Regions from separate parts of the Danio rerio genome. Here all the other regions are linked to region 3. The links are chromatin contacts, called in public Micro-C maps. All regions are on one chromosome and are shown on one strand. The core of a region is the stretch at or near the end of the contact, and the rest is flanking DNA. Distances in the headings are between cores, read along the strand shown.

The links. A called contact is a pair of places that touch in the nucleus more often than the background predicts.
Region 1: a contact with region 3 is called in a Micro-C map of caudal fin, with 4 times the contacts expected there. The contact joins the enhancer-like site here to the promoter of tmem161a in region 3. A contact is called at or near these places in 8 of 18 Hi-C or Micro-C datasets (caudal fin, embryo, hematopoietic stem cells and 2 more) and 1 of 4 datasets of contacts at active chromatin or transcription factors (embryo).
Region 2: a contact with region 3 is called in a Micro-C map of caudal fin, with 2.5 times the contacts expected there. The contact joins the enhancer-like site here to the promoter of tmem161a in region 3. A contact is called at or near these places in 3 of 18 Hi-C or Micro-C datasets (caudal fin, embryo and hematopoietic stem cells).

What each region holds. Positions count from the first base shown.
Region 1 is chr22:17,999,400-18,002,266 of GRCz12tu, reverse strand. No RefSeq gene overlaps it. Among named protein-coding and RNA genes, the nearest start is that of gatad2ab, 13 kb to the left of the region's middle. Within about 2 kb of position 1,321, at least 6 of the 62 cell types and tissues checked have an H3K27ac peak or open chromatin away from gene starts, as enhancers often do.
Region 2 is chr22:18,061,073-18,063,857 of GRCz12tu, reverse strand. All of the region lies in intron 2 of gatad2ab (GATA zinc finger domain containing 2Ab), which reads right to left. Among named protein-coding and RNA genes, the nearest start is that of tssk6, 19 kb to the left of the region's middle. Within about 2 kb of position 1,472, at least 51 of the 62 cell types and tissues checked have an H3K27ac peak or open chromatin away from gene starts, as enhancers often do. A contact at or near this core is called in caudal fin, where this site is marked.
Region 3 is chr22:17,934,416-17,937,167 of GRCz12tu, reverse strand. tmem161a (transmembrane protein 161A) reads left to right here and starts at 1,388. Exons shown (of 12, transcript NM_001044317.1): 1 at 1,388-1,446. The coding sequence starts at 1,444.

The DNA of each region.
Region 1 (2,867 bases), core at 72-2,571, 65 kb before region 3:
TACTATTATTAAATTACATTAAATTGTAATTTTAAACTATATAATCACAAATAATTTCAATAAGGGGCAGATAAAATTGACCATAGTGTATGACTGTAAATGAAAGTATATGCATGTTTCCCAGTGATGGGTTGCAGCTGAAAGGGCATGTACATCGAAAAACATATGCTAGATAAGTTGACGATTCATTCCGCTGTGGTGATCCCTGATTAATAAAGGGACTAAGCCGAAAAGAAAATGAATGAATGAATGTGTGTGTGTATTGAACATAAAAAATTAAGTTGTCCCAATGAAGCCTCAAGAATTATGTTGTTTCAGCTAATTTTGCATAAGTAGTTTGAACAAGCAAAAAAATTTCTCTTTTGAGTGAAATTAAATATTTAAAATATCGACAGTATTTATTTTATAATGGATATAAATGAAACAACAAATATATTTTAAAATAAAAATTATCGATTATTATTATTATTAAGAAGTGATATTAAACAGTAATTTTATACTATATAATCACAAATAATTTTAATGACTAAACATCTCCAGTCATCTATAGACAACTCCTCCTGTATTTTAAAATCTTACTGGAAACAAATGCATTTTTGTTAATATATTATATATAATATGTACGTTTGTTGAGTGTTCATAACCACGAACCGCAATTTTTGACAACTAAAATCATGATTCAATATAAAAATACGTCATATAATTGAAAAAGACGCTACATTTGTATCTGTAACCGTAAATATTTGCTTTCTGCGATGTGATGAATCACACAAATCTGTCATGTGTTTGTATTTGCATTCAGATTTCATAAAGCTGGCTAAACACTGTTCTGTTCTCTCATCTGATGTTACCAGAAAGCTAATACGACAGGCAGAGGATGCTAAACCTGACGGCCAAATTCCCTCTCCTCACCTCTTACGACAAAGACAATGAACATCTTGGCAGACCACCAAAATCTGCTTCACCTCCGGCAGACTCTGAGCCCTGTCTCTGGGCAGAGGATGGTCCAAGAAAAGAGGGGGGGCGAATAAGGGGACAAGAGCTGCCACCCTAATCTCTCGGAAAGAGGCTTGTTCTGCGTGGGTTTATCCCGTCGAGAGTAAGGGAATCTGCCATGCTCAGTAAGCATGTATATCAGACCATCTCATGGCTCAATGGATGCTCCATGGGTGGTCAATACCGCCGTACCCTCTGCCGGACCGGCCCAGAATAGGATAATCTCTGCTTCTCGCTTTCTTTCAGGCCCATGTCTGGCCTCCTGGTGGCTGAGGTGCCTTGGCCCTGATCCCGGGTCAGTGTGGCTGGGCAGATTTCAGTAGGTGCACTGGAGCGCATTGGAGCAGAGCTTGAGCTGACAGTTAAAGGAAAACAATGGGAAGCAGGGCTGCCACCAGAGAAGCCTGATGTGCGTGCGTGTGTGTGTGTGTGTGTGCGTGTTTAGTGGATTCCTTCTCAAGGTAATGAACACTTTCTGGCCTAGCAAAAGTCACTGTTTGCGACACTGTTAAAAAACTATACAAGAGTTCTTCTGATGCAATATCATTCATAACTTCTTGATTTAATAGCTAATTCGTATCAATTTGTACATGTTAGTATGACTTGCTCATCCCCTAATGAAGTGTAGGCTCAAGGGTGTGGATTGGAGGCACGTCTCCTTTTTAAAATCGTACATTTTCATTCAAATGTAATGTCCGAATTAACCAACACAAAAATGAGTTATGTTTTCCTGTGAAAATGGGATGGTTGTTCACTGGGATCAGAGGTGGGTAGATTACTTGTGAATTGTAATCAGTAACTGATTACAAATTACATGACACAATTTTATAATATAATATTAATTTAGCAAACTGTAAAAAAATCAGCATTTTTAAAATGACCTAAAATAATGGGAGTTAAATTACAGAAATTTACCATTCGGTTCGTAAGATATGCTAGATCAATGAGTGCTGATTGAGTCGTGAAATGTGATTCATGGCCGATACCGATCTTTAGCAGATTGATCGTAGCATCTATAGTTATCATACATTTTAAATTGAAGATATTACATTAGCTGCACTGTAAAAAAAAATCCGTGATTTTACGTTTTTTTTTTCTGCAGCTGGGGTGGCGAAAAAACCCTGTAAAATAACGACCATTAAATTACAGAATTTTACCGTAGAATAATGATAAATGTCTGTAATTTAACGCCTGTTACTTAACGGTAAATTCTTGTAATTTAACGGCCTTTATATTACGTTTTGTCCGGCACCCCAGATTTATTTTTACAGTGCAGCTAATGTATTACCTTGGATAAAAAAATTATGATAACTAGTGAAGCTCCGATCGATTGGCCGGAGATCGGTATTGGCCGTTAATCAAATTTCACGACTCGTTCGGTACTTGTTAATCGCAAGTGTTTGTTTACAAGTTTACAAGCACAGGAAGATGCATCTGGGTTATGCGCCCGGGTTATTCATCAGCAGAGCTACAACGCATGAGCAATGTTTCCAAATTGCATCATTAGTCATTTTTCTTACCATTTTTTAATCTTTTTTATTTATTTTCTTTTTGTAAAGCTGTTTCTGACCATTTTATGTATGCAACATCCTTAATTTATTATCTTACACTGTAAAACTCAAAAAGTTAAGGTAACAAACCATTTGAGGAAACCGACTGTTACAAACCATTTGAGTTTAAAAAAAAAACTAATCTATATGAGTACTGTGAACTTACTGGATTTAAGTTGAAGTAATGAGGTATTTCATAAACTCATTACCTGCAACACTGAGTTCAAAACTCTTTTCAAATGAGTACAATTAACTTTTTGTAGATTTTGAGTTAACTTATTTCATTTGATAAAGTTGACTGTTGGGTTTTACAGTGTAGAT
Region 2 (2,785 bases), core at 223-2,722, 130 kb before region 3:
CTTTAATAAATACTGTAATGTTACTGTAAATTATGTTGGCACATTGTGATGACGTATAATTATAGCGTAGAGACCTGAAGCCTACTGAATAATTGCGTTTATTACTACAGTTTTGGCGTACCACAGCAACAATATAATTACTACGACAGTTTAATTAAAGTAATTATATGCTACCAAACACTATAGTATTTCCTATAGTATTTTTCATGTAGCGTAATAGCTTATACAGTATATTCCGCCTGGATGCAAATATTTTTTAGTTTAGTAGAAAACTCGGTTCTCTTCTTGATATAAGCATCATGCCAAACATATGTGCTTGTTTTCTATTTATATCTCCTTTGAAATATGCTATAAATCGCAAAATTACAGACTTTCCTCTATGTCTCCCATTCAGTTTTTTTACTTCCTGCCCTCCATCTGAATTTCACACGTCACTAGAACCACATGATTGAAAACAACCTATAGAGAAATAAATTAATTGAACGTTAAGATTGTCCTTGTTTATTTCAATTCATTTTCTTCAGTAATAATATAATTTATTAGACAACTTATTAAATTATAACATATATATTTATTATTAACTGATCACTTATAACTTCATTTAAGTTATTTTTAAGTACCAGAGGCTTCTAATTATTATTATTATTATTATTATTATTATTATTATTATTACATTCTCTATTTATTTTATTCAATTCATGTTTATTTCTATAGCGCTTTTACAATGTAGATTGTGTCAAAGCAGCTTAACATAAATGTTCTAGTAAATTGACAATGTGTCATTCCAGTTTTCAGAGTTGAAGTTAAGTTTAGTTCAGTTCAGTGTGGTTTATATTTCACTGCAGGATATTCAAACACTGAAGAGCAAATCCACCAATGTGCAGCTTAACAAGTATCAAACAAAGCAAGCCAATGGTGAGGAACAAACTTTACCAAATGATGGATGTAAAGGAAAAAAACCTTGAGGGAAACCAACCTCGTGAATGGCGTGACCATTTATTACTACTGATATTTTTTTAAACAACCTAACGGTGCGGGACAAACAGTAGACACAAAAAGCTGATTTAAAAGCGATGATTATAATTGAACATGTAAAAAAAGGGTATAAATTCAAAGCGCTGCTCATTCAAGTATAAAAAAAAAACACTGTGTATACTACTTCCCCAAAACTACCTTTCCTGCACTGTCCACTAGAGGTCCTCCTACGCCCACCATTTGCACATTTTGTAAACAAACACTTAAAGGAGTCACTCCTCAAGGAAGCTCCATAAGAACTTTCAAAATGCCACTCAACACAAAAACAAACCATTTTTCAAGAAAGATTAGACTCATAACACGCTCCAAACGCAAATCAGCTCTAACCACCGAAAGCTGAGAGTGGTGTCATGTTGACGACTCTTAAGGACAGTAGTGCTTCACCCAGAGCGGGTCTACAGCCCCTCCTAAGGGACCAAGGAGGAGGAGGGGGATGGGATGGCTAGCGGCCAGGCTATTGTGTGCACTCCGTCCTCAACTTTCACGGCAGGCAAGCCGCTCGCATATCAACAAAGACACCCTCTTTCATGCTTCGTCCATTGGTAGGTCCAAACTGGAGAGTGTCGGCAGGGGCAGCTGGGAAATCTAATTGAGGCTTTCAGCTGCTTGTATAACAGGACATTACTAAGATCAATGGAGAAATCAGCTTCTTGTGTGTACAAAATGATTCTTAAAATGTGGTGATTGAGTCTAAGGGTTGGGGTTTTGGAGTCTTTCTGATACTGGTTCAAGTAGTTTCTGACATACTATTTATATTGACATGCTCATGGTTTAGAGTGTCTGGTCTCTAACCATTCCAGAGCAGAAAAGTTTTGTTAAACTCTAATACTAACTCTGCTCTTCTCAAAAAGAGACAAGTTATGCTTAGGGTTAGTAGGAGTAGGGGTAAAGAAAAACTGACGCTATGGCAAGTGCATTGCATTCCCCAGTATGTCCAAACATGTAAAAATGTGTACAATAGAGTGACTCGGCTACTGACAGAGATGAATGAAATCAAGGGATTTATTTCCTCAAAAAGAACCAATCAGAATACTAGCAGTTGCTAGTCTTTCAGGTAACTGTGCACAACAACAAAAGTTCTAAAGTGCTTTGAGAAACATTGAGATGAACAATGTTTGTTTTTAGACTGGTTATAGTGAGGTAAACAACACGTAGCGGGATTATGTCACCGTCCCCCAAGTCGGTAGAAACACGTGGCCAGTTTGTGACTGGCTCCAGTTTGTTTGGTCAAAAAAACAGGCTTTGCCTTCAGAATAAGAACCATTCTGATAAACAATTACAAGTCATTCTCGTTCCTAGATACAACTAAAGTTCTTTTACTACTTGCATATTTTATCACTCTGTAATGTTTTAATTCAGACTGGTGAAATAGTAGCATGCATACAATGCTAGGTTGGTCAAAGTGGTGATGTTCCAAGTTGCTTTGGTTTCGACACACACTAGCCTAGATCTAAAGAGTGCTTTAAGGCCTACAAGTCATTGCTATTCAAATAGAGGGTTTTACACCTGTAGAATGTCTGCTTGTCTCTGAAACGGGGATTAAATCTTACATTGTTTGCTTTCTCAAGGATTTAGAATTTTTTTTGAGGTATATTGGGATAGGACAGTACTGAGACAGCAAGGAAAGGGAGATACAGGGACGAGGGATGGGATTAGCAAAGGTTCATTAGCTGGGGCTCAAACCCAAGACACCCAAAAGCAACAACGCTATATGTTGGCGCACAGCCTGCAAGGCTATTGACAAACAGCA
Region 3 (2,752 bases), core at 139-2,638:
TAGAGTTAGTATCCTCCAGGTGCTCCGGTTTCCCCCACAGTCCAAAGACTTGTGGTGTAGGTGAATTGGGTAAGGTAAAATTGTCTATAGTGTATGTGTGTGAATGAGTGTGTATGAATGTTTCCCAGTGATGGGTTGCAGCTGGGAGGAGCATCCGCAGCGTAAAACATGTTCTGGATAAGTTGGCAGTTCATTTCAGTGTGGTGATGCCAGATAAATAAAAGGGCTAAGCTGAACAGAAAATGAATGAATGAATGAATGAATAAAAGGTTCTTTGGAGAACCAAAAAAGGGAACCCAGTGGGATCACGGTGAAAACCCTGTTAGTTTCTTCCTGATACCTTTATTTTTTTAGAGTGAAAGTAGAACAAAGGTGCCAAAGTTTTCTATAGCCTAAATGTAGTTTTACAATGTTTTTGGTGAATGCAGCCCTAAAGACTTTCTACTGTAAAAAACTTGAACCAAATTCCCAAAATGCAAATCATTCCACATAAAGAATCTATGCAGTATAACACTGAGCAAGCAAAAATGTGCGCGCACACACACACACACACACACACACATATTTGGACTAGATCTGAATAGGTAAGATATGTTTATACTGCATTTTCCGGTACTTTTATCAGTATGTTCCATTTTGATGGGGGAAAAATAGCAGAAGACAGAATTCAGTACCACAAGAGTAGGTTAAGTTATTCAGATATCAGTCTTTTTTACAGTCGTAAAAGCAGCAGCTAACATAAAAACAAGTATGGTCTTGTTATAAACACAAAAACCTTAAATATTGCCGTTCTCTCTAAAAATAAAAAAGCTGTCAAATTGGTCATTTTCTAAATTTTGTAGGCTAGGCCTACTTTTGTAAAGGGTACTGCCACAGTGATGGCTTCTGTACATATCCTTTTGTTCTGAGAAACGTTTTAAAGGTTAGATTTCTTTGGGTTTCCTCAAAAGCAAAGTTTCTGGTAGACAAATGGGACTGCAGAAATCTAAAAAAAAAGCCCATAAAACACCAACAAATGCATAACTAAAAATAAATTGAAGTAGTTTAATTGAGAATTATTTCCCAACAGTGTCATTAACAAAAAAAAACTGAAAGGTAGATGATGTAAACTGTATACAAAAAGGCACTAGGCATTTTGCAGGTTTGTTTCTACAACACCTCTTCATTTGTCGTTGTACATCTTGACCCTCCCAGTTTTATTTCTGTCCTTGAAGAAAAGTAAAGACATTTACAGTTTTACCATGAGGACCAATCAAACAGTACATGCGTTACAGTTTGACCAATAGAACTACAGCTCTCATGCGGCTTCGACATGGTCCAATCAGAGCGAGCGACTGTTGCATACGTCATCAAAATACTCCTTCAGCTGTTCGAACACTCAAGTGTCACCACGAGAGCTTCTACATGGGACATAAACTCATTCATTAAACTCATCAATCGAAGATGGTTTGTATATTCACTTATTATGCCGTGTAATTGACTTGGTGGATTTACTCTCTTAAATGACAGATCTCGATAATTGTTGTTTGCATCTTCTGTTTTGAAATCATGTTAGCACAATGATAGCTTGCAGACTGCTTTATGTTAGACTGGTTAGAAGTATTTTAGTCTCACAACTCTTGTCTTAACGTTCTTTGCACCAATGCAATGCTACTGCAACGCTTTTATCCTTTAGAGATCATTAATATATATATTTTTGTTATATTGGGTAGTTAGCAATAGCATGTTAGCTAACTACCCATGCCTTCCTATGTCTTGGGGGTTTGCAATGCCACCACCTGCTCACTTTTGACAGCATGACTCTAGTGCTCATCTTGAGTGACTGGCACAGGCCCACGGCCACTGAGGTAAAGTTGGTTTTATATTCGTATTTTTGTTTATTTCACGGTCCATATATTGTTAACCACTCTAACTTAATTTGAATATTCAGTCTGAATTAGCATGCAAGTATAACTTGAAAACAACATTAGCACTATTTATTTGACTGTAAACAATGTTGTACTTTGATAGTAATTTAGTGCTACTATGACTTCACTATTTAGAAAGTATTACTTTTCAGAAATTATATTATTAAAGAGAATGTCTGAATGTAGAACCAACTTTACCTAAATCCCACGGCCAGTTTAGTAACGTTAGCGAAGTGTTGTAAACAAATTATAATACAATAAATAAAAATATTTTTGTTTAGAACATTTTGGGCTCCCGTGAGATTACTTTGTTATTACAAAATAAATTTTGTACCGTTAACTTACTTAAATAATTTGAGTGTTTTAACATATTTTTAAAGCATAACCGCTAGACTTAAAGCTAATATATGTTAAATACCACTCTAGTGTAATGAAATGACTAACTAACCTTGTCGTTTCAAACTACATTCAATCTTCAACTCCTGTCAGGTAAGCAGAAAAACGCGGTAGTTCACATGAGACGCGCAAGCATAAAGGAAAACATTGTTTACATTATATACACACATATATACGCACGTGTACGTCCGCCTAGAAGTAGTCCCACCGTTACCAGCATGATTTAGATCAGGGGGGTCCAAACTCGGTCCTGGAGGGCCAGTGTCCTGCATAGTTAAGCTACAACTTCTTTCAACACGCCTCCCTGGAAGTTTCTAGTATACCCAAAAGCTAGTTAAGGTGTGTTTAATTGGGGTTGTAACTAAAATATGCAGGACAACGACCAGTTTGGAAACCCCTGATTTAGATAATTTACTTCAGATCGCATCACCTAAGTGCTTAAACAAAAA